Regions from separate parts of the Pan troglodytes genome. Here region 2 is linked to region 1. Evidence: chromatin contacts called from public Hi-C data. All regions are on one chromosome and are shown on one strand. The core of a region is the stretch at or near the end of the contact, and the rest is flanking DNA. Distances in the headings are between cores, read along the strand shown. Region 1 overlaps B4GALNT3 (beta-1,4-N-acetyl-galactosaminyltransferase 3). Region 2 overlaps WNK1 (WNK lysine deficient protein kinase 1).

Region 1 (6,817 bases), core at 3,848-6,347:
TCCTTGGATTGGCTGAAGCTGGCAGGTGCAGCAGATTCAGGCTGGCCCACCAATCAGGAGGGGCTTTGATCCCCGGACTCAGTGCTCAGGGACTTCTCTATCTTGACCTCCTGGGCCCCCCGAGCTCCCTCCGGATAATGCACCAGTATCCCTGCCTTGTCTGTAGCCTGTCTCATCTATGGGTCTAGGGCCAGGACCCAGGATACTGCTGAGCTCAGGGACAATAGACACACACACGCACACAGAGACAGACACAGACACACATACACACACAGAGACACATGCACACACACACAGAGGCACAGAGACACGCACACACAGACACAGACACACACAGACACATACACAAGACATGAACACACACATTCACACAGACACACGCACAGAGACATGGACACATACACACAAACACACATGAATACACACAGACACACAGGCACACACACACAAACATACAGACACACACACAGACACACAGACACATGCATACACACATTCACACAGACACTCATGCACACACAGACACACACGCATACACACAGACACACACACACAGACACACACACAGAAAACACATTGTGGCTGCCGTGGCATATGGAGGGGAGTCAGCAGCGCAGTCGAGGTGTTCGTATACTATAGCCATTGGCAGGCACCCCCAGAAGGTGCCACAGAAGAAGTTCATGGAGTTCAGCTCACCCTGGTCCTGCCTTTGAAGTCTCTTCTGAATGCAGTGAATGACAAATGGATATATATATATATTTTTTTTTTTGAGACAGGGTCTCTCTCTGTCTTGCAGGCTGGAGTGCAGTGGTGTGATCTTCTCTCCCTGCAACCTTTGCCTCCCAGGTTCAAGTGATTCTCCTGCCTCAGCCTCCCGAGTAGCTGGAATTATAGGCATGCACTACCACATCTGGCTAATTTTTGTATTTTTAGTAGAGATGGGGTTTCACCATTTTGCTCAGGCTCATCTCAAACTCCTGACCTCAAGTGATCCACCCGCCTTGGCCTCCCAAAGTGCTGGGATTACAGGCGTGAGCCACCGCACACTGCTGACAAATGCATCATTCATTCACTCCTTCATTCATTCAGCACTCCAGGTGAGGCGCCCCCTTGTTCCCATGAAGCTTTTCCACTGGGGAGGGATGGATAAGCTCTCTATCTCCTGGCTTCCCCCTTTATACACTTTATACAGGCTCTGGATTCTGTGTCCTTAACTGCTACAGCCCTGAAAGCATAGGCTGTGTAAGTCCCTCAACAATGGGGACCAGTCTAAAATATTTATAGGTAGCATATCTAGATCATTCCAGAGAGGAGTGAATGGATCCAAACCGTCTTTTGAACCAGCAGCCAGAGGCCCCAGCAGCTCCTGTCTTCCCAGCCCAGTGCTTATTCTCTTATTCTCTGCTAAGCTTTGTCATTTTAGGGGATTAGGAGAATAGGATGTAAACCGAAACGTGACTGAGGCAGATCTCCATTGAGGAGAGATTTGTTTTGCCAAGGTTGAGGGTGAACTCAGAGAAAAGAAACACCATAGGATCTGTGACCTATGCTTTTTCCAAAGAGGATTTTGGGAATTTCAGTATTTAAAGGGAAAGAGCAAAGCAAGAGGGGAAGGTTTTTTAAAAGGAGGTTGGGTAGGCACTGAGGCTCGGGGCACATTCTTGTGAGGCTCTGATAGTGCTCGATGAATCTACATTTTACATGTGACAAGAGGGAGTGGGGGCGGATCAATTATGTATTTGTCCTGGACTCAGTGAATCCGCATTTTATGTACGATAAAGTAAGCATGTGAAATGACTGCCGTTTGGGAACACAAGGAAGGCAGTTGTTTTGTTTTGTTTTGTTTGTTTTGTTTTGTTTTTGTTTTGTTTTGTGTGACTCCATGTCCAAGCTTAACTTTCTCTTCGGCATGGTGAATTTGGGGGTCTCAAGAGTCTAGTTTTCTTTCGCAGGGGCTTCGGGAAGGCAGGGATCTTCGTTGTATCCTAGATGCCTAGCTCGTGCTAGGAGCTGGAAACAGGTGTGTTGCATTGAACTCAGTAGGAATCTTGGCAGGCTGTCTGCAGGGCTTGGTGGGGTGGGAAATTCACCACCTTCCCTTTTTCCCATCTCACTGTCAGATCTGATCTACTTCATGAGGTCTCACCTGGACGATAGCCAGAGACTGCAGGCTCAGCTCTCATTGCTTCTTATTCTAATTGCCTGAAATCCCGAGGAAATAACTCTTACCTTTTGGAAATGTATAATCTAGTGGGGACATACAAAACTCATATACACCCTTATGTGGAATGTTGACATTTTGCTTCATGATTAATTGTTCTGAAAGTCCTTTCCACTTACCCCTGTTTAGGTTTCCTGTCTGGATTTAGGCTCCATCACAAAATCTAAGGTTCAGCAAAAACGAGAGGCTCTAAGTGCTTCTGAGTGAGGACATGAGAAGGACCTGGGAATAAAAGCACTAGACCCTTACAGACTCATGAGCAGCAGCAGCTGGCAGCACTGGGCTGGGAAGACAGGAGCTGCTGGGGCCTCTGGCTGCTGGTTCAAAAGACAGTTTGGATCCATTCACTCCTCTCTGGAATGATCTAGATATGCTACCTATAAATATTTTAGACTGGTCCCCATTGTTGAGGGACTTACACAGCCTATGCTTTCAGGGCTGTAGCAGTTAAGGACACAGAATCCAGAGCCTGGCTGGGTTCAAAGGCCGGCTCTAATACTTAAAAAATGGGTGCTCTTGGCCGGGTGTAGTGGTTCATGCTTGTAATCCTAGCACTTTGAGGGTGCAAGATGAGAGGATCCCTTGAGGCCAGGAGTTCAAAACCAGCCTGGGCAACATAGCGAGACCATATTCCTACAAAAAACGTTTTAAAAATGTAGTGTAGTGGTGTGCACTTGTAGTCCCAGCTACCCAGGAGGCCATGGCAAGAGGATCCCTTGAGCCCGGGAGTTTGAAGCTACAGTGAGCCATGATTGCACCACTGCACTCCAGCCTGGGTTGTAGCAGGGCAAGCCGCAGACAACACCCCTCAGACACCGAGTTAAAGAAAGAAGGGCTTTATTCGGCCAGGAGCTTCGGCAAGATTCACATCTCCAACAACCAAGCTCCCCGAGTGAGCAATTCCTGTCCCTTTTAAGGGCTCACAACTTTTAAGGGGGTCCGCATGAGAGGGTCATGATTGATTGAGTAAGCAGGGGGTACGTGACCGGGGGCTGCATGCACCGGTAATTAGAACGGAACAGAACAGGACAGGGATCTTCACAGTGCTTTTCTTATACAAATAACTGATTACGTCAGGGGTCGATCTTTAACTACCAGGCCCAGGGTGTGGGGCCGGGCTGTCTGCTTGTGGATTTCATTTCTGCCTTTTAGTTTTTACTTCTTCTTTCTTTGGAGGCAGAAATTGGGCATAAGACAATGTGAGGGATGGTCTCCTCCCTTAGGGTGACAGAGGGAGACCCTGTCTTAAAAAAAAATAAAAATAAAAGGGTGATCTCGGGGCCTGGTGCAGTGGCTCACGCCTGTAATCCCAACAGTTTGGGAGGCTGAGGTGGGAGAATCGCTTGAACTCGGGAGTTCGAGACTAGCCTGGCCAACATGGTGAGACCCCATCTCTACAAAAATTTAAAAATTTTTCATTTCTAGTGAGTTTTCAGGTGATGTTGCTGCTGCTACTTCAAGGAGCACACATGGAGAACCACTGGCATATAGGAGAAAAACGCAGGCTTAGGATTTAGACACTGGGGCCATCCCTCAGTATCTGGTGACTTTGGGCATTTGACCTCTTTGAGCCTCAACTTCTTCACTTGTAGAATGGGACTACATCCCAGTTACTTGGGAGGCTGAGGCAGGAGAATTGCTTGAATCCAGGAGGTGGAGGTTGCAGTGAGCCAAGATCATGCCAAAATATTTATATATATATGTACCTATATATATGTATATATATATATATGAGACTAGTGTTGCTTCTCAACTTATGATAGAGCTACATTCTGATAAACCCATAGTAAGTTGAAAATATTGTAAGTCAAAATGCATTTAATACACTTAGCCTACTGAACTTCATAGTTTAGCCTAGCTTAACTTCAGCGTGCTCAGCCCACTTACACCAGCCTACTGCTGGGCAACATCATCTAACACAAAGCCTACTTTATAAGAGACTATTGAATATCTTGTGTAATTCATTGAATAATGTACTGAAAGTGAAAAAGAGAGTGGTTGTTTGGCTACTCGAAGGACAGTTTGTAAAGTGTATCACTTACGATGGTGCGAAAGCTGGGGACCATCTGTATTAATACCTGCTTTGTGGAGTCGTGCCTGACATACAGCAATATCATTATTTAATTATTACTGTTTAAATTTTAGCAATTTTGTTAGCCCCTGAGGGATGAGTAGGATTGAAGTCAGCAGAGATCGGCTGGGAGGGCTTTGGGGAATGTCTCTGAGAACCTCACAGCTAAAGTGGGCATAGAGCAAAGAGCAAAAGGCCAGATGGGTCTGGAAGCCCCAGGACAAGGCGCTGATTGGGAAAGTGCTCTTGTTTAGGGTGGATATTGAGAGGGAGCAGATCGATTCTTTGGAAATTTCTGTGTGGTAGGTAAATCCACGATTAACTCTGAACCCCGAGATGACAACAGTCTTTTCTGAAAGCTACTGACAAAACGGCCTCTTGCAGGGGAGGTGGAAAATGCTCCCTAAGAAAGAGCACGGAGGCCGGGGTGGCGGCTCGCGCCTGCAGTCCCGGCACTTTGGGAGACTGAAGCAGGAGGATCGCTTGAGCCCCGAGGTCGAGGCTGCAGTGAGCTATGACGGGGCCACCACCCCGCAGCCTGGGCGACAGAGCAAGGGCCTGCCCCAAGAAAACAGTAATAACTAAAATAAATAAGCAAGCAAGCAGCCCCGAGTTCCGGTTTCAACGCACGTGCTTTCCTGTTCTTCCCTACACACTCCGCTTCCGTTTGTAATTTATAGCCCCCTTTTGTTAGAGAGAAACCCGTCCGTCTCCTCGATCACAAAGGGGTCAAAGCCCGGGTGTGCCCGCGCCGGCGGGTTGAGCTGGGACCGCCCCGCGCTGTTTCCTGGCGCCCCCTGGTGGACACCGGCGGCGCCGCAGGCCTTCCGGGGAGGCCTCGCCCCACGTGGCCTCTCGGTGCTGCAGCTTTAGGCCCCAGCTTGCAGCTCGGGGCAAGGGCTGGAACTCTCAGTGAGACTGTGCCCAGGGCTCAGAGGCGGTTTCTGGACCAGTTACGTATTATTGCTGGAATAACATGCAAAAGAAACCCCACCCCGACGTGGATTAGAGACTGTTGATTTTTAAGGGCGAGATCCCTGCTCTTGGCTGCAGTCAGGAGCCTGCATGGGGCCTGCCCCAGACAGAAGGCCTCAGGGGTCTGGGCTTTTACAGCTTTTGGCCTGAAGACCAGCTGCAGCTTCCAGCCCCAGTCATTCATTCCCTGAGGCTCCCTCAGGACTGCTGAGCAAAGGCAGGATCTAGGGAAAAAAGGGCTCTCCCTGCAGTGGGGGTGTTTAAGAGCAAAGATTCACTCCCCAAACTCCTCTCCCCCACCCAGAAGCCCCTGTGCCTGAAGCCCCACCCTTAAAGAGCCTTACTTTTGCCTTTTTTGAAAAAGCTGTCTCATAAAAATTCAATGCGATCATCATTCATTGTGTACCTCATGTGGGCAAGGTGCTGAGCTAGGCTCCATGGAGACTCAGGCCCGTGGAAGATGGGGTCCGTGTGCTAAAGTGGGCAGCAGAAGGAGCCGTCTCAGGAGGACTCAACAACGCCCAAGGCCAGTACAGGCCAGGGAGCAGGCGACCTTCTTTCAAACAGGGCCTTGGTGGAGTGCACTTGGGGACAGGGTCTAGAAAGGAGGGGAGGCTTTCCCCGGGGGGAGCATGGTGAAGAAAGAAAGGCCTTTAGTCCTGGAGCAGAGCAGGAGCAGCTGGGAAGGGTGGGGTGTGTTCAGGGAACAGTGAGTAATCTGGTGTGGCCCCGCACGTCTGAGCATCACAGAGCCTGGCACAGGGTTCGCTCTTCAGGGGTGGGAGGAGGAGCTGGGGACCAGGCTAGAGAGGTGGGTGGGGGCCCCAGGAGAGAGGACTACCCTTGAGTAACAGTGACCCTGGAGACCCAATGCAGGTGGGCTTGTGTGAGTGTTTCCCTTCCTGCAGGCGGCTCGAAGGCGAGAGCCAGCAGGAGCGAGGAGAGAGGCTGCCCAATGGGTACGGGAGGCATTTCAAACACAATGGAAGTTGTTAGGACCATAAATGGTGCCTACTTCAAAACTGGGGCTGGGACGGGCCCTGAGTCACAACACAGTATTTGAAATGCCTCTAGGCCCACACGTGGGAGTATAATCCTCTGTGGGATAGATTTCCCTCTCATCTCATATTTGTTTAATACTTCACAGTTTTCAAAGCACATTCCCCCACATGATCCTATTGATCTTTCTAACAGCCCTTTGTGCTAGACAGGGCAGATATTATTCCCACTTCAGAGGAGGACCAGCTAGGGTCTGGGTGAGATGAAGTCATAAATTCACTTTTGTTTTAACATGTTTATTTTAACCACTGGCCTTTTGGGGGTATGTCTTGGTCTGTTTTGTGTTGCTATAACAGAATAACTGAGACTGGGTGATTTATAAACAATAGAAGTGTATTTGGCTCATGGTTCTGGAGACTGGCAAGTCCAAGAACATTGCATTGGCATCTGGTGAGGGCCTTCATGCCACATCCTTCCCTGGTAGAAGGTGGCAGGGCCAGAGAGCTTGCAAGCATGAGAGAGGAAGGGAGCCAAGCTCATCTTTTTTTTTT
Region 2 (6,365 bases), core at 768-3,267, 230 kb before region 1:
TGTCTTCAAGTCAGGAAAATTATCAGTATCTCTCTAAACACTGTCTCCTCTCATTCTCTTTTTCTCCCCTTCCAACTCTTCTTTTCTTTTTAAACAATTTTTAAATGTGTGTGAGTATATGTATAACTTTAGTTTATCCTTAATATCCTTTAATTTCTCTCTCATTTTCCATTTCCTTCTGTATGCTACTTTCTGGGCAATGTTTTCTGATCTACCTTCTTGTTCATTAATTTTTCTCTTCAGTTATTACATCAATTATTAATTGAACTTTAAGGTTCTCACTCTGTCACCAAAAGTACCCAATAAGGAATGTAATAAAAGGAAACCAAGTTACTACTCCTGTTTCTACTCTGCCCAATAGCATTAAAACCAATGGATACTATGTACATGCCTCTTACATAACACTTAATCACAGGCAACATTATATTGACTCTTATCCCCCATAGAATAAGCCCTCAGAGGCTTTATTTTGTCATGAAAAGGCAGTGACAAAATACCTTTTTGTGTTCTATCTTTAGCACCTGACAACCTAGCATAGTGACTTGTTCAACAGCCATTTGTTGAATGAATTCCATAAATGTCTTTTCCCCTCAATACCCCTTTAAAAGTGTGTGTGTGTCCTTAATAAGCAGTTAGCATTTCCCCAAGGATAAAAAATTCCTGTGACTTAAAAGAAAAATGAGAATTGAAATTGGGCCTCTGAGTCTCAGTTAAGTCCAACACAACCCATACAGAATGATCAACTTGCAAAGGTCCCAGCTTTTGATTTTTAAAAATGGTTTGTAAAAGCTTATTGTAAAAAAGCTGCCAACTACTTATTTATAGCAAAGCATAGAGGGAAAAAAATGGGGGACTTCTTTGCCATCAAAAATCCGTGTTTAATTTTCCTTGAGAATACACTGAATGACAATCTAAAAATTCCATAGAAATATTTAGAATATTTTATCTCTAATTTGCCCAGAAGACATCTATACTATAAATACAGGCTACTTTACATAGCTAAGTGTTTTTATCCTTTCTGAAAAGTATTATTTATTTTAAGGGATCTGAGAACCCCTGCTTAATGTTTGAAGTTAGAAATACAGATGCATGACAACAGATTATCATCAACAAAGCAGGAAATGGGGGAAACCTAAACAAATAATTTGGGGCTTCTTTCAATAATTTGTCTACTTGTTCCATCTATAACTGAATCTTGTTTTTTTTTTAATCTAGGAACATTTCATAAAATATCTTAGAGAAGTACATAATTTTAGTACCCAAAAGACTTTAAGACAATAATAAAGTAGATCAAAACTAACATAAGACACAGATCAGAAGGAACACCTGGGGTTTTAAAAATAATTTTTGCCAAGTATTTGCCATTTACTAGTTGGCTGCTTCACTTCATTTAATCCTCAGAAAAATGTTGTGAGACGAACTGACTCACAAAATGTTATTATCTCCCTCAAATTCACATGAAAAACACAACTAAGAGACAAATGAAGATTTGGTTCAAAGCTCATGTTTCAATGACAACAAACAAACCCTAAATATTTTGCAAAACTTCTAAAATAATTTTCTTCTCAGAAGATCCACGTTATTATATAATAATTATTGAAAAGAAATAGGAACTTTATACTAAAATTACAGCTGAAGGTAAAATAAGAGGAACCATATATTGTTTAAATATTACCAACTGTCAATCAAATTATCATGAATACAATGATAAAATTTTAAAAGACTGTATCAAAAAGTAGCATTAAAACATCAAGTGAGACTTAGAATGGATTAGCCACTGTTGCTTTTTAGAAACTTCTCTTCACCATTATGGAGCTGGATATTCCTGGGGCCTTAATATACTATACTATCCCAATTGCAGCATTCATTACCTTCAATATAAACTAAAGCTGATACAGCTAACCCATTCTATTCATTTCGTTCATTTCTTTCCATCTACATTAAGTTGTTTTGACAGGATAAATGAGCAAAACCAAGGATCAGTGTCACATGACCTCTTCATAACATGCACAGTTCCAGGCTGCTGGGGGTGGGGTGGGGGTCAGGCAACAACTAAAACAATTGCTCATCTCAGTACTACCCAAATTACAGTGCTCAGTAGATTATCCACTGATGTAATTTCTTCTGGAGTGAGAAGCACAATGCTAATGTTTAGTACAATGACCTCATAACCATTTGCACATCTTCCGTCCCTTGCTTTTAAGAAGCTGTTTCATTTTAAACATCCTCTGACAGACATCTCTCTTTACCCTCATATTTTAGTATTTTTAAAGTAGCAATCCCATCCTTTGCTATTGTTCACTTTATTCGCCCAGAAGCAAACCTTCCAAACCAATTGTGTTAATGAAGCAGTGAGACTAGTTTTCATTCATTAAACTTGAAATTTTTACTTTACAGCTAACAACTGTATCCCCAAAATTATCTGGTCCTCAAGTCTTATTAACATTTAAATTTCTCTAGTATTATATATGTGCAATATTCAAAATTTTACTGCTAAATTAAGACCACATATGATAACTCTACATATCAAAATATGGGTGGAGAAAAGTGTCTGGAATTCTTGATTAAAATATTTTAGGTCAATATTGGAATACTCCCTCCTTATCATTTTCTGCACCACACTGACTTAGCAAAGACATGGGCATCTATTTCACCTTTTTTTTTTGAGACGGAGTCTTGCTCTGTCGCACAGGCTGGAGTGCAGTGACACAATCTCGGCTCACTGCAACCTCCACCTCCCGGGTTCAAGCAATTCTGCCTCAGCCTCCTGAATAGCTGGGATTACAGGCGTGTGCCACCACACCTGGCTAATTTTTGTATTTTTAGTAGAGACGGGGTTTCGCCATGTTGGTCAGGCTGGTCTGGGACTCCTGACCTTGTGATCTGCCCATCTCAGCCACCCAAAGTGCTGGGATTACAGACGTGAGCCACCGTGCCCGGCCTCTATTTCATCTTTTAAAGTGATACTAATTGTTGTTGGGTATTAGGATAAAGAAATAAAAACTTGTCTTCAGGCAGAGGGTACAGCAGTTTGTAACATTGCTTTCCAGGGCACCATGGGTTTCAGTTACAGTTTACAGAGAAAAAAATTTTTTAAAGAATTATTCTATATGTTAAAAGAAATTAAGCATATAAATAATTATTTAAGTCTGGCAACTCTCTCATAGGCCTATATGGTATAACAGCAATTCAAAGATGACAGAAGTATTAACTGTAGGTAACTAACTCTTCTTAAAAACTTCAGAATTAGAGATTGAAGGCCTGGGAAAGGTTGGAAAAACTACAACTAGAAACAAAATAATAATTCTCATGCAAAAATTCTTAACTGTTAAAGATAGCAAAAAGACTAACATGGCTTTCAAGGTGTTTTGAAGTATAATATAAAAATTACACCTGCATTTTATGTGGCCAAATCTACAGATTAAATTCCTACTGCAGATTTCTTTATGACCTTCCAGTCTGGTACTCTTAGAGATGAAATTTGGGGTCTATCCCATAAAGAAGAGAGTCTGTGTGAGCCCAACTTTCCTCAATGGGTGAAAAGATATCATAATTATGGGGGGGAGGGGCAGGTAAACATGGCATCACATCCCCTGCTTCCCCATGGAGACTTTTACCTAACATTCTGAAATAGTACCAGTTTCAGAAAGACCAAAAAAAAAAAAAAAATTTTTTTTTTTTCTCAAAAGAATAGGAAAAAAAAATCTGGTTACCTGGTTGTTCTAACTCCTCTATCAGCCCCTTCTTCCCAATATGGCTCACCTTTATACACTTTATTTATTTACAAAAAGTTTCTGTTTCAAAGAAGTAAGAAGAAAAGTCTACTTATAAGAGAGATAGGAGGCCAGGTGCGGTGGCTCACGCCTGTAATCCCAGCACTTCGGGAGGCCAAGGTGGGCAGATCACCTGAGGTCAGGAGTTCAAGACCAGACTGGCCAAGATGGTAAAACCCCATTTCTACTAAAAATACAAAAATTAGCCGGGCGTGGTGGCAGGCGCCTGTAATCCGAGGTACTCGGGAGGCTGAGGCCAGAGAATCGCTTTGAACCTGGGAAGCAGAGATTGCAGTGAGTCGAAATCTCGCCATTGCATTCCAGCCTAGGCAACAAGAGCGGAACTCCTTCTCAAAAAAAAAAAAAGAGAGAGAGATACAGTTTTCTCAAGCCAGATGTATACGAATGCATAGGTTCTATTAATTAGGCACCCTTCACTTAATCCCCAAATCTGGGCCAAGAGTATGTAAACGTTGGAGTCTAAGAGGTTCTCTCCACCTCTCTTTGGAGGGCACAAAAGCCACATGGGATTCCAAAATACCTGGGACTTGGCATATACAGGAAGCTTTAGGTTAATGCTAAAAGTAGCAGATACATATAATAGCTGAACCACAAAAAGAAAAAAAACACATTTAGTTCTATTAGAAAATGGCTTAGAACATGTGGACAAAGGCAACAAATAAAAATATATTAATAAATAAAACAGAAAATGGCAAACTAGGGCTGGGCATGGCGGCTCACACTTTGGGAGGCTGGGGCAGAAGAACTGCTTGAGGCCAGGAGCTTGAGACCAGCCTACAACATAGCAAAACCCCGTCTCCAAAAGAAAAAAGAAAAAAAAAGGCAAACTACTTTCACTAAGTGACTTACAGTATCTATTGCATAGCAAAACTTAGAACAATACCTAGTCATTCACATAAATTTTTAAAGTTTTTTATTAAAGTAGATTAAATTGATTTGAATGTGAAAGCAGCTAACTAACAGGGTTAAACTCAAACTACTATAGGTGAGGTCTTGCAGGAGTTCTTCCTGAAGAAAGCAAGAAGGCTGAGAAGGGGAGAAAAAGGAAAGATAAATGTGAATGAGAATAAAAATAGAAGAATTATTGCTCCCAGCCGGGCGCGGTGGCTCACGCCTGTAATCCCAGCACTTTGGGAGGCCGAGGCAGGCGGATCACGAGGTCAGGAGATCAAGACCATCCTGGCTAACACGGTGAAACCCCGTCTCTACTAAAAATACAAAAAATTAGCCAGGCGTAGTGGCGTGCGCCTGTAGTCCCAGCTACTTGGGAGGCTGAGGCCGGAGAATGGCATGAACCCGGGGGGCGGAGCTTGCAGTGAGCCGAGATTGCGCCACTGCACTCCAGCCTAGGCGACAGAGCCAGATTCCGTCTCAAAAAAAAAAAAAAAAAAAAAGAATTATTGCTCCCTACTGGAAGGAAATCTTACACTTCAGAGACAAATGTTACTCTGCAGCAAATGGGGAAGAAACAGTTCCCAAAGTTTTTTGAATAGGGTAATGAGGGTTTGCCAAAGGGGAAACCAACAAAACAGAACTGAAAAGCTCAAATGGAGTTATTAGCACTGAAACTTAGTGGGTCATCCTGTAAGAATCTGCCACCACAGGAAAGCAAAAGTGGTTGTGCACATCACAAAGACAAGCATCTCAAAGAATTGTTTCATTTTGTTCAGGAAAGAAATCAAGAAAAAAAATAAGCCCAGTACATAAAAACAAAGAGTTAGGTTTTCAGTGTGCCTGATGTGGCTTTCACTTAAAGAAATAAAAGCAAAAGAGGGAGGACTCATTAATCTCCGGAAAAAAAAAAAAAAAAAACAGAGACAGGGTCTCACTCTGTTGCCCAGGCTGGTCTAGAATTCCTGGCCTCAAGTGATTCTCTGCCTTGGCCTCCCAAAGTGCTGGGATTACAGGCATTAACCACCACACCCAGCTCTTGTTAACTTTAAATACTGTGTACTACCTTCCCACCCACTCCCCACACCAGCCCCCCACCCCGCCACAAGGGTCTTCTCCTTATCAGCTCAATCTTAACCTTTCTATCCCTCTTTCCCTCTTTTCCATACTTACTTGGGGAATAAGGAATAACTATTTCAAATTTATAGGGAGATCTAGCCCAGAAGCCCAGCAAGAAGATTTGAAGAGTCAGGAAAAACAAAACCTGAAAGCAGAATTTCTACAACAAATGCAACCTGCAACTGAGTTTTACATTGAGAATATACGATATTGAGCATGTACATAAGAATATACAATATCTTTATGCCTGGCAAGGTCTGACTTAAATGTAATGTTTTACTAATTCTGGAATTCAAATTAGATTTCCAAATATCTACGACATTTTATGAGCAAAGACTCAATATATGTCCAAGCCTATAAAGTCTCTCCACAAATCACTCATTCCCTATTTCCCTTTGTCTTCCCAGGCAATCTCTATAATTCCATGATTCCCCATATCTCATTTCCATGGTCACAAACTAATAAAAGCCACAACTACGTCATATCAAAATAAACATTGCCTGATGATTCTCTTTACCCTTCAACCTACCCTTTAGATAAAGATATTCCCCCAGACACTAT

What was found. A called contact is a pair of places that touch in the nucleus more often than the background predicts.
Region 2: a contact with region 1 is called in a Hi-C map of a lymphoblastoid cell line, with 2.8 times the contacts expected there. The contact joins two enhancer-like sites. A contact is called at or near these places in 4 of 7 Hi-C or Micro-C datasets (blood, induced pluripotent stem cells, a lymphoblastoid cell line and 1 more), 1 of 1 datasets of contacts at active chromatin or transcription factors (stem cell-derived excitatory neurons) and 1 of 1 other capture datasets (stem cell-derived neural stem cells).

The regions. Positions count from the first base shown.
Region 1 is chr10:7,694,896-7,701,712 of NHGRI_mPanTro3-v2.0_pri, reverse strand. It overlaps B4GALNT3 (beta-1,4-N-acetyl-galactosaminyltransferase 3), which reads right to left. Exons shown (of 20, transcript XM_016922709.4): 20 at 3,042-6,817. The region is part of intron 1 of NINJ2 (ninjurin 2); the gene reads left to right. Among named protein-coding and RNA genes, the nearest start is that of NINJ2, 85 kb to the left of the region's middle. Within about 2 kb of position 5,097, at least 10 of the 24 cell types and tissues checked have an H3K27ac peak or open chromatin away from gene starts, as enhancers often do. A contact at or near this core is called in a lymphoblastoid cell line, where this site is marked.
Region 2 is chr10:7,926,018-7,932,382 of NHGRI_mPanTro3-v2.0_pri, reverse strand. All of the region lies in intron 1 of WNK1 (WNK lysine deficient protein kinase 1), which reads right to left. Among named protein-coding and RNA genes, the nearest start is that of WNK1, 56 kb to the right of the region's middle. Within about 2 kb of position 2,017, at least 1 of the 24 cell types and tissues checked has an H3K27ac peak or open chromatin away from gene starts, as enhancers often do. A contact at or near this core is called in a lymphoblastoid cell line, where this site is marked.